Regions from separate parts of the Sus scrofa genome. Here region 2 is linked to region 1. A link is a contact called in public HiChIP or PLAC-seq data. All regions are on one chromosome and are shown on one strand. Each heading gives the region's core, a stretch centred on a gene start, on an enhancer-like site or on the middle of the called end of the contact. The rest is flanking DNA. Distances are from core to core; before and after follow the strand shown. Region 1 holds the start of STAG1 (cohesin subunit SA-1). Region 2 overlaps IL20RB (interleukin-20 receptor subunit beta).

Region 1 (4,786 bases), core at 1,254-3,753:
TCCCTAATCACTTCTACATATAAGCTATCAATAGTTTCCTGGGAAAGGTCTTGAGACATGGAGCCTCATTTTTCCCTTGTCTTCCCAAATTCTTTTCTTTGAGATGAATGAAGTGAGCTGCCTACATGTTTTTATCCTAGACAGATTAGTTCCCATATCTGAGGCCCCATTTCTAGTCTATTAGTCATAAGTTTTCACCTAAGTGTTGTTTCCTGATTCTGACTACTCCTTAGTCCACTCAGAACTAATTAGGAGTGATTCTCATTTTTTGATGTGAGTTCCACTAAATGAGAGGAAGGAGGAGCCAACTGCATATTTAAATTTGGAAGGTGGGGAGATACAGAGTGTGAAAGGGAGTCTTTGGGACAACTCCCACCTCATAAGGTCATGGACTCTATTTCTTCTAAGTACACTGTAATATAATTTCATACATCACTTTCTGCCTATCTACCCTTCTACCTAATGCTTTCCTCTTTCATTGTTTTTCCCTTATTTTTCTTCTTTAATTCTATCTCTTTTTCTAAGATTTTTTTTTGTTTTTCTTTTTTCAGAGTTCCTAGTAAGAATGGGCAATGAGGAAATTTAAAGGAAAACTAAAAGGAAAAAACATGTTTACAAATAACTAAAATCCTCTTATGAAAAAGCTCTTCCCCTCACTTCTATTGCTTCAATAGGTGGCATGCCATAGTTAAGAGATCTGGATCAAAATCTCATGAAGAGTTTATTCAGATCATTGGCCCATTCAAAATACATATTCTCTTACAAAATAAAATCTAAAGTTATGACTTCAGCATATTTTTTTTCTGGGCTTATTTTCCCCACTTAAAATGATATTTTAGGGTCATAAGCTACCTGATGGAAAGGACCATTTTATCTGTTATATTTTTATTCACATCTCCTAACCTTATCACATGTTAAATATGTAACTAGAATTTAGCAAGGTGTAGTTTGATATGTGATTCTGGAGAAATAGTTTCAACCTCTGGACCATGGTTTCTCCAGCTTCAATAATGAATGTAATAATAGCTCTATCCATGAACTTTACTAAGATGTATCAACAAATAAAACTACTGTATTAGTTAGCTTGGGCTGCTACAGCAAAATACCACAGACTGGGTGGCCTAAACAACAGAAATTTAATTCTCACAGTTCTGGAGACTGAAAGTCCCACATCTGAGTGCCAGCAAAGTTAGTTTTTGGCAAGAGCTCTCTTCCTGGCGTGCACATGGCTGCCTTCTCAGTGTGTCTTCTAGTTGTGAAGACAGAGAGCAAGCTACAGGGCTTGCTGTATCTTACAAGGGCACATCCTATAGGATTAGGGCCTCACTCTTACCACCTCAGTTGACCTTAGTTACCTCCTAAAGGTCCTAGGAGGCCTTTCTAGAATACATTTAGAATGTACTTTTAAATACATTCACATTGGGGGATAGGGCTTCAACATGAATTTTGGTAGGGAACACAATTCAGTCCATGATAAAATATGCAAAGGTATTTAGACCCTTTGAATAATCCAAAATTCACTTACATTATTCACTTTAGATGCTAGTTATGGGATATAGATGTAGAGTTGTTGCTGCCTGGAGTTCAGTGTGGTCTACTTGCTCTAGCCAACTTGAGGCCAGGAAGGGCTGGACCATAGGTGTTTTGTGCTTGACCTTGTGATCCTATATATAGCAAGTGAACCACACACCTCTATCAGCACGCAAACAATTTTGAAGTTAAATATAGAAAAGCAGAAACTCTTGGAATTTAGGGCCAGGATTAAAAATGGGATTGGAAGATGTATTAATGCCTAAACAATATTTACTGACGATCTAGCATGTGCTTGGCACTGGGGAAAAACTGTATACTGACATGGCTCCTGATTTAACTGAATGTACAGTGTCGGTAGGGAGACGGACTGACTCTTTCAACAGCTTAGGTGGGGACAATATCTGTGCACCTTGGCAGTCTTCCCTAAGGGGGCAACACCTAAGCAGAGCTACAGAGATGGCAGGGAATGGAGGGTGGCTGCAGTGCTGGCGTCGCGGGAGAACCAACTTACTGATGGCCGGTGACTGGGGCTGGGCCGCTAAGAATGGGCAGACCTGGCACCAAAGATCACTGCTCTCCTCACAGCAAGGCTTCTGCAGCCAAGACGGGAAGCTACCCACGCACCAGGACCCTTCGAAGGCCTTCAGACTCAGCTTATTTCTGTTTGCTGCTCAATTTAAGCATATGTCTGACATTTTCCTCTCAGGTCCCCATTTCCAGGTCTTTATGTTTGTTTTGCTTTTTAAGTTCCCCGCCCTTAAAAACCTTTTGCTGGCAAGACCTTCTTCAGATGCGGAAACCAGGAGGAAGCGTCCAGAATAGCAAGGGCTGACCTCGGGAAGCCGTCATTTCTGTTGTGGGTTCTCTCCTGTGGCGCTGAGAAAGTCCAAAGTAATCAGCTAGAGAGACAAAAGCTACAAGAATCAGATGCAGGCCCGGCGTTCCTCGCCCGCTCGCTCAAAGCTGTCTGCGGAGCCTTCTCAGCTCACTCCACACCCAGCACAACGCTTGATTGACAGAGGGGCCCGCCCACTCGTGGCGCAGCGCAGATCGCTCTCGCGTCAGTGATAGGAGGGAACGGAGCGGCTGAGCCTATTAGATGGGGCAGGGAGGGGGTTTCCTGCCCGCGCGGATCCGCCCGCGGCCTCGCAGCCAGTCCGCACAGCAGCCCCGCCCACTCGCCGCGCGCCCCGCCCCTCTCCCCAGAGCTACGCGGCGGCAGAGCGGAGGCCTCGTGCCCTAACGGCCATCGCGGTGGCCGCGGTGGCATCCCGGTGCCCTCCTCAGGTGAGCTGGGGCCGCCTGGGCTCGGCAAGAGGGGAGGTGAGACGGTCCTGCCGGCAGGCAGACGCACGGACAGCTTTTCCTTGCTTCCAGAGTCTTCACAGCCTGTTACTTGCCGCGGCACTTCCTCTTCCCCGGCGAAGTTAGCCCCCGGGGGCGCCGTCTGCCGGCCCCGAGTTGAGCCGGAGGGGGCGGGGAGGCCGCTCGTCCCGGCCTAGGCATTTGCCTGGCTGCTGCGCGCGACCCTCTGGCCACTGCCCTGGGCGGCGCGGCCCCGCGGCCTCCCTCTCCATCCTTTGGGAGTCCGGTCGTGTTGAGCGCAGCGGCCTGCGGCCCCGTGAGGCTGGGAGGTCGAATGTGTGGCGCGTGTCCCCCACCCCGTTTCTTTTCCTAACCAAAAGTCGTGTTGGCTGTTGTGGCGCAGTCCGAGGCCGCGAAGGTAGGGACGTGGTAGACGAGGACAGGGGCGTGCACACCCCCAGCTTGAGAGTGGGGGTAAGGAGCGTTTCCCTGTGTTGGGGGTGGACATCCTGGTGATGCGCCATACGCCCCCTCCAGTCCCCCCCTCCTTTCCCTTCTACTGGAAAAATACGGGTTATTTTAATCTTGTGGATTTGCGGTAGATTAGTACGAGAGTTGATTGAACTATGAGCTTTTGACTATATTGTGTTCTAATATATCCAGTAAAAAGAATGTATCTCGATAGTTGGTTTTGTAACCTTTCTTATCTGTGTCCATAAAAGTTAAATTAGCCGTCAGAAACTCGGGAAGCTGGATTTTGTTCGGGTCTGAGAACCCTAACATTATGTGCGCTCAGTTAATGTCTAACTAAGGAATTAGTTACCTAAAAATAATTCTGGCCGTTGGATTTGGTAAGAAACCATGAGAGTTAGGAAAGAAGGTAAGGAGAAATTTCTAATCCTGTATTGGGTGGTGAGCAAATAAGCTGAATATCCGGACAAAACTGGTAAGTGTTGCAAGAGGTATTCACTTTTTAAAATCTTAACTTCGGCAGATTTATGAAAGACAATTTGTACAATTTATTAAGCACTTGGAAAGCACTGTACCCAAAGTCTCCATCTTCAGCTATGAGTGCATAGTAAATGGGGAAATAATCCAAGAAGAAGGTTTTATCTGTTTGATAATTGTCAATAATGTTTAGTTCTTAAATAGGCATCCCATTCACAGTTTGATAGAAACTCGAGAAATATGCAGTGGTTGATTAATAGTTTTATTTTATCTTGATCACAAACGTGGGGACTTTCTTTTTTGGAAATTATGATTTGTAAGCATTCTATGCAGAATGGTCAAGATTTCTTAGCTGTGCTTGTTCATGTATTAAATTTTAAGTTGTTTGCTTTCTTTTTCTAAGCATTATATTTAGTCCAGATTTAGAGGTCTTTGTAAATAAAACTTGAAGCATACATCAAACATTTTTTATCATGCCATTGGATTTTTCTTTTCTTTTTAAATTTTTATTTATTTATTTTTTTGTCTTTTTAGGGCGGAACCCGTGGTATTTGGAGGTTCCCAGGCTAGGGGTCGAGTGGGAGCTACACCCGCCGGCCTACACCACAGCCATAGCAATGCCAGATCTGAGAGGCGTCTGTGACCTACACAACAGCTCATGGCAACACCAGATCCTTAACCCACTGCTCGAGGCTAGGGATGGAACCTGCATGTTCATGGATGCTAGTCAGATTGATTTCCACTGAGCCCCGAGAGGAACTCCATTTTTTCTTTTTTTAATTCAGTGAATTTTAGTACATATTTATAGTTGTACGACCATCATCACAACCTAATTTTACTCTTTTTTTTTTTTTTTTTTTCTTTTTCCAGGGCCACACCTGCAGTATATGGAGGTTCCCAGGCTAGGGGTCGAATCGGAGTTGTAGCTGGCGGCCTGTGCCACAGCCACAGCAACACTAGATCCGAGCCGAGCCGTGTCTGCAACCTACACCACAGCTCA
Region 2 (4,786 bases), core at 885-3,384, 120 kb after region 1:
TTTTCCCTGTAGATTTTCTGATTACTATTTTATATTACTTTTTAAAACCGTATAAGTAAAGCTTGCTAAAAAATTCAAACAATGCAAAAGTACATAAAGAGGTCCATATTCTCCATTCTCCCCATACCACTCCAATCTCCCCAAGATTTCCTTTGGCAAGTTTGGAGTTAATCTTCCAGTCAGTGTGTGATGCTAGTATTCACAGGCACAGATGGGACCATTCTGTGCTCACTGCTCTGTCCCTGGCCTATCTTCACTTGGAATCTATTGTGAACATCTTTTCATGTCAGTACATATGGATCTACCTCTCCAAAGAAGATGCATATCAAGCCAATATATAGATATGTCAAACTATATGTACCTGGGCTATTAATAAGTGTCTTCTGTGCTTTCCAGTCTTTTGCCACTGCAACCCGTGCTGCAGTGAAGGAGCTTGGATATATCTTAGTTCTCATTGTAATAGAGGAACTCCTAAGTGCCATGCTGATAATGTATTCCATCATCCTCTATTGGGGGCTATTTAGATCATTTCCATCTGCTTTTGGAGATGATGTCCGTTCACTGAATCATTCATTTATTCATTCAGTGAATAATTATTGAGCACTGACTATGTGCCAAGCGCTGGCTTTGTCACAGCTGGGACGTTCCTGCCCTCACGGAGCTTTGCTTTTAGTTGGGGAGACAGATTACAAAGAAGTAAGCAAATGAGATAGTTTCCCTTGGTGGTATGTGCTATGAGAAAACACACCGGAGTACGCTGGGGGTGGAAGGACATGCAGGTGTGCTGCTTTGGGCAGAGAGGGAGACTGGTTACCAGGTTGTTGTTCTAATCCAGATGTTGCCATGAACTGCTCTCTGCATGTAATTGTTTCCTTCCTTGGAATTATTTTTTTGGAATCCACTCAAAGGAGTGGTGAAAGGGTTTGAACATTATTGTATCTCTTGATGTGTATGGCCAAAATATTTTCCAAAAGCATTGATTCAAACGATGGTACCCCCAGCCCCCTGGGAGAGCCCACTAGCTTCTCTGCAGCCACATGGGCTGTGCCACCATTCACATCTGGGTGAGCAGCCCAGCCCAGAGGGGCTAAATGAATTGCTAGAGGTTCCTCCTGCATCTGCAGATGGCTCAGACATGGCACTTTCTGATACATCCCTTAGTGGAATTTGGAGCCAGTTCTACCTGTGTGATCTGGGGTAAGTCACTTAACCACTGGAGGGGCTTGATACGTCAGAGTTATTGTGTGACTGTTTTCTGAGCCCAGTATTTTCCTCCACAGCCTGAATCATTGCCAAGACCAAATTGTGAAACACACTTTGTTTTCAGTTGCAGCCCAGCACCCTTCTGTGCCGTTCTCTTTAGGTGCCTCCCCCTCATCCTGCCCGGGGCCTGGCACTCTGCCTTCCTTCTGGCAGAGGCGCCGAGGTATGTGCAAACACAGCTAGGGTTTAACAGATAATGCTCCTCCCTTTCCCTTCCCAAGAAAAAGGGTGTAATCTTCCCTGTGGGGCTTTCTGAAAACCAAGTCTTGATCTGGATTCTAGGAAAAGTGTTTTAATGGTGGTCATTTTGGTCATGAGGGCATCTGTCAAGTCTCAGCGTGTTGGCAGCTGCTCTCTTGGGCAGTCTGCAGAGCCAACTCCAAGAGAGTGAGGGAAGACCAGGATTGGCGAGTTTGTCTCCTAAGCTGCTTCCTGTCTTTCTGTTTCCAGGAGAGAGCCTGCCCCTGGCACTGGCCCTGTTTGCATTTGTGGGCTTCATGCTCGTCCTCGTGGTTGTGCCGTTCTCCGTCTGGAAAATGGGCCGGCTGCTCCGGCGCTCCTGTTGCCCTGTGGTGGTGCTCCCCGACACCTTGGTAACTGTGTTCTATTTTCCTTTCAAAGCACCGCCCTGACCAGATGTCATGTAGGCCTCTGTGGGGCCTGGGCACACGTGTCGTGGGTCTCCAAGCATTTGCACAAAGAGGGGAGAAGAGCACTTATGGGCCTTCCCTTTAGGTCAAAAGGGATGGGAGATCTCCCTTCTCCAGGGAGGGGTGGCCTTCCTCAGGGTCCCCTCAGGCCTCTGCTGCTTGCCCCCGGGGCCTGGCACAGCCAAGGCATCAGGAGTGTAGCCCAGCCCAGGAGGCCCGGCGTGTCAGGAGTCATGCCTGGTCTTACCCTCGGGACGGGCCTGCCAAGTGTTCTGGGCCCCTCCCATCATTACAGCAGCAGCTGCCTCCTGTAACATGTTCCAACACAACACTGTCGATTCATAAACCAAGAACCTCATGAGCTCTCAGGGTGAAGGGCATGTATGTGAATGTGGGGCCCACAGACTGTGCTCTGCCTTTGGCTGGGTACAGGGGGACTCTCGGTACCTGCCCGGTAACAACCCAGGGTGAGGAGTCCCCCAGCTCCTCACAAGCCAGGACACTTATCCTACTCCTGATGGCACTGGGCCATAGGTCTGAGTCTCTCCAGTGGGGAGAGGCCCTGGACGCCTATGCTAGAGTCAGGGAGCAAAAGCAGGGCTCCAGGGCTCCCACCATGGTCGCTATGCTTCCTGTGCACCCCCACCCCAGCCCCCAAGACCTCAGCACACCAACCAGTGCAACAAAAGACAACAAAATAATAACAGACAAAAGGAAACCCATCCCTGTCCCTTCAGGGATTTCTCACAGTTCTCTCCTGGCAGGAGGGGGTTGGCAGTTAGCTTCTCAGAAACAACTAGAGCCAGAATTTGCCTGCAAGCTATACATTCCTGTCATTCCTTATCACCCTGGAATCACCCAGGAAGGAAGCACCCTTGTGACATCTCATGGCCCTGAGAGCACAGGCCATGATCCTGATTCACAGGAGGACTAATCCTCCCAGCAGTCCAGTCCTCAGGACACCCCCACCCTGTTTGCCTAGTGTCAGCCCTCTTTCTTTCCAGGACTTCAGGGAGTCACAACTTTAGGGCACACTGGTCCAGAGTTAAGGGCTTTACAGATAATTGGCTCATTTCATTTGCCCCTTTGCATAACGCTTACCATCAGTTCCCCGTCCAGGCACTCAGACGACTAAATGCTTTACTGCTAAACATAAAGACAGCGGGATGTATCAACACAGGGCATAGGGTGGGCCTGCATCCCCTTCGGCAAGAACTGGAGGGTCTCAGAGTTTCCTGAAGCATAAAAGGATGTGCATTGGGCAGTTGTCAGGGTGCTGTTTTAGAGGTATCAATTGGGCCAAAATGTTTGATCATACTGTTCAGATCATCTTTGTCCTTACTGATTATTTTTGGTATAGTTCTATTAGTTATTGAGAGAGAGACAACAAATTCTCTATGAGTGTGCATGTGTCTGTTTGTCCTTTTGTGTCAAATTTTCATGTATTTTGAGCTGTTTTAGGTGCATACATATTTATGAGTGATAGGTCTTCCTGAGTAATTGAGTCTTTTATCATCATGAACCGTCTCTCTTTATCTCTGGCAATATTTCTTATCCTGATATCAATATAGCCTTTGTTTGTTTGGTTTTGGCTGTGCCCACGGCATGTAGAAATTCCTGAGCCAGGGATTGAACTTGGGCCATAGCAGTGACCCCAGCAACAGCAGTGACAATGCCAGATCCTTAACCCACGAGCCACACAGAAACTCTTAGCCCTTTTTTGTTTACTCTTTGTAGGGTGTATCTTCCATATTTTTACCTTAAACTTATCTGTGTCCTCATATTTGAAGGGTGTCTCTTGAAGCAGCGTAACTTTTTTTTTTTTTAAAAGCAAATCCATTTCAACAATCTCTATCATTTAATTGGAATGTTTAGTTCATTAACACTTAACTCTGGCCTTCTCAGTTTCTAACTTATGTTACCCATATCCGTTTTCTGGTTCTTCAAGCCAGCAAGACTGTCACTGTTCATGGCACCAAGAGAGACCTGCTCTCAGACACAGAAATGCAAAAAATGGGAAATTCACCCAGAGACATTCCCTTCTTCCAAGTGTCAACTTTTGGTGGCTCTCCAGTGACTTATGGAAGTTGGTTTTATATTTTGATCTGTTTTTGAAATTGTTATCTGTGAAACGATTGGTGCTCCTCTTGCCATAAATGGAAGCAGAGCCCTGCAATAAAAGAAGAAACCCTGAGTGAACCCCAAATGATGATGTTGGGAGGGGAGCATCCCTGGTTCAGCTGGTCCCCAGCTCTTCTTTCCCACAGATGGTGAAATGTCCAGCCTCCTCAGCTGGACTCCATCCAGTAGTGACCCTTTGTGGTTTTCCTCTCAACTCTGACCCCTTGCTTACCTTCTACTCCCAGGCTATTCCATTCCTAACACCTTCCCTCATTTTCCCTCTTTTGGTCCTGAATTCAGTGACCCAGCAGAGTTGCCTCCCAGAACCCAGTGCGTTGGTAGGGAGCCCTGGAGTGAGGGGCCAGGGAAATAACCATATAAAGGGTCCATTTCCGATAGAATTTCAGGTGCACAAGAAAAGCCTTCAAATGGCAAGAGCTCCTGGGAATCCTAATGCATGATGAACCACACCCTAAAAATAATTTTTAGAGGAAATCAAGCAACTGAGTGAGACCAGAGACAAGGAGATTCTATGAGAGACCCCTTTGGTTGATGGAAGATATGCCACGACCCTTGGTCACATTTTACTTCTCTGTTCTCCTTACCATCCTTTCTACATCACTCCAGTGTCTGTTCCTCATGCATTTCTTTCCATAAGGCTTTTAATTCCTTTTCCTTTTCTCCCCAGACTAATGCATACGCATTTCCCATGGTGCTATGTGAGAACAGATCACTAGTGTCCATCAAACCCC

The links. HiChIP or PLAC-seq counts read pairs in DNA pulled down with a chosen protein or histone mark.
Region 2: an H3K27ac HiChIP or PLAC-seq map of skeletal muscle shows a contact between it and region 1, with 3 times the contacts expected there. The contact joins the enhancer-like site here to the promoter of STAG1 in region 1. A contact is called at or near these places in 1 of 5 promoter capture datasets (liver), 17 of 47 Hi-C or Micro-C datasets (alveolar macrophages, brain, embryonic fibroblasts and 8 more) and 2 of 2 datasets of contacts at active chromatin or transcription factors (alveolar macrophages and skeletal muscle).

The regions. Positions count from the first base shown.
Region 1 is chr13:77,860,994-77,865,779 of Sscrofa11.1, forward strand. It overlaps STAG1 (cohesin subunit SA-1), which reads right to left and starts at 2,504. Exons shown (of 38, transcript XM_021071121.1): 1 at 2,045-2,504. It also overlaps a transcript of NCK1 not described here.
Region 2 is chr13:77,977,922-77,982,707 of Sscrofa11.1, forward strand. All of the region lies in intron 5 of IL20RB (interleukin-20 receptor subunit beta), which reads left to right. Among named protein-coding and RNA genes, the nearest start is that of IL20RB, 34 kb to the left of the region's middle. Within about 2 kb of position 2,135, at least 25 of the 83 cell types and tissues checked have an H3K27ac peak or open chromatin away from gene starts, as enhancers often do. A contact at or near this core is called in fetal skeletal muscle, liver, omental adipose tissue and 2 more, where this site is marked.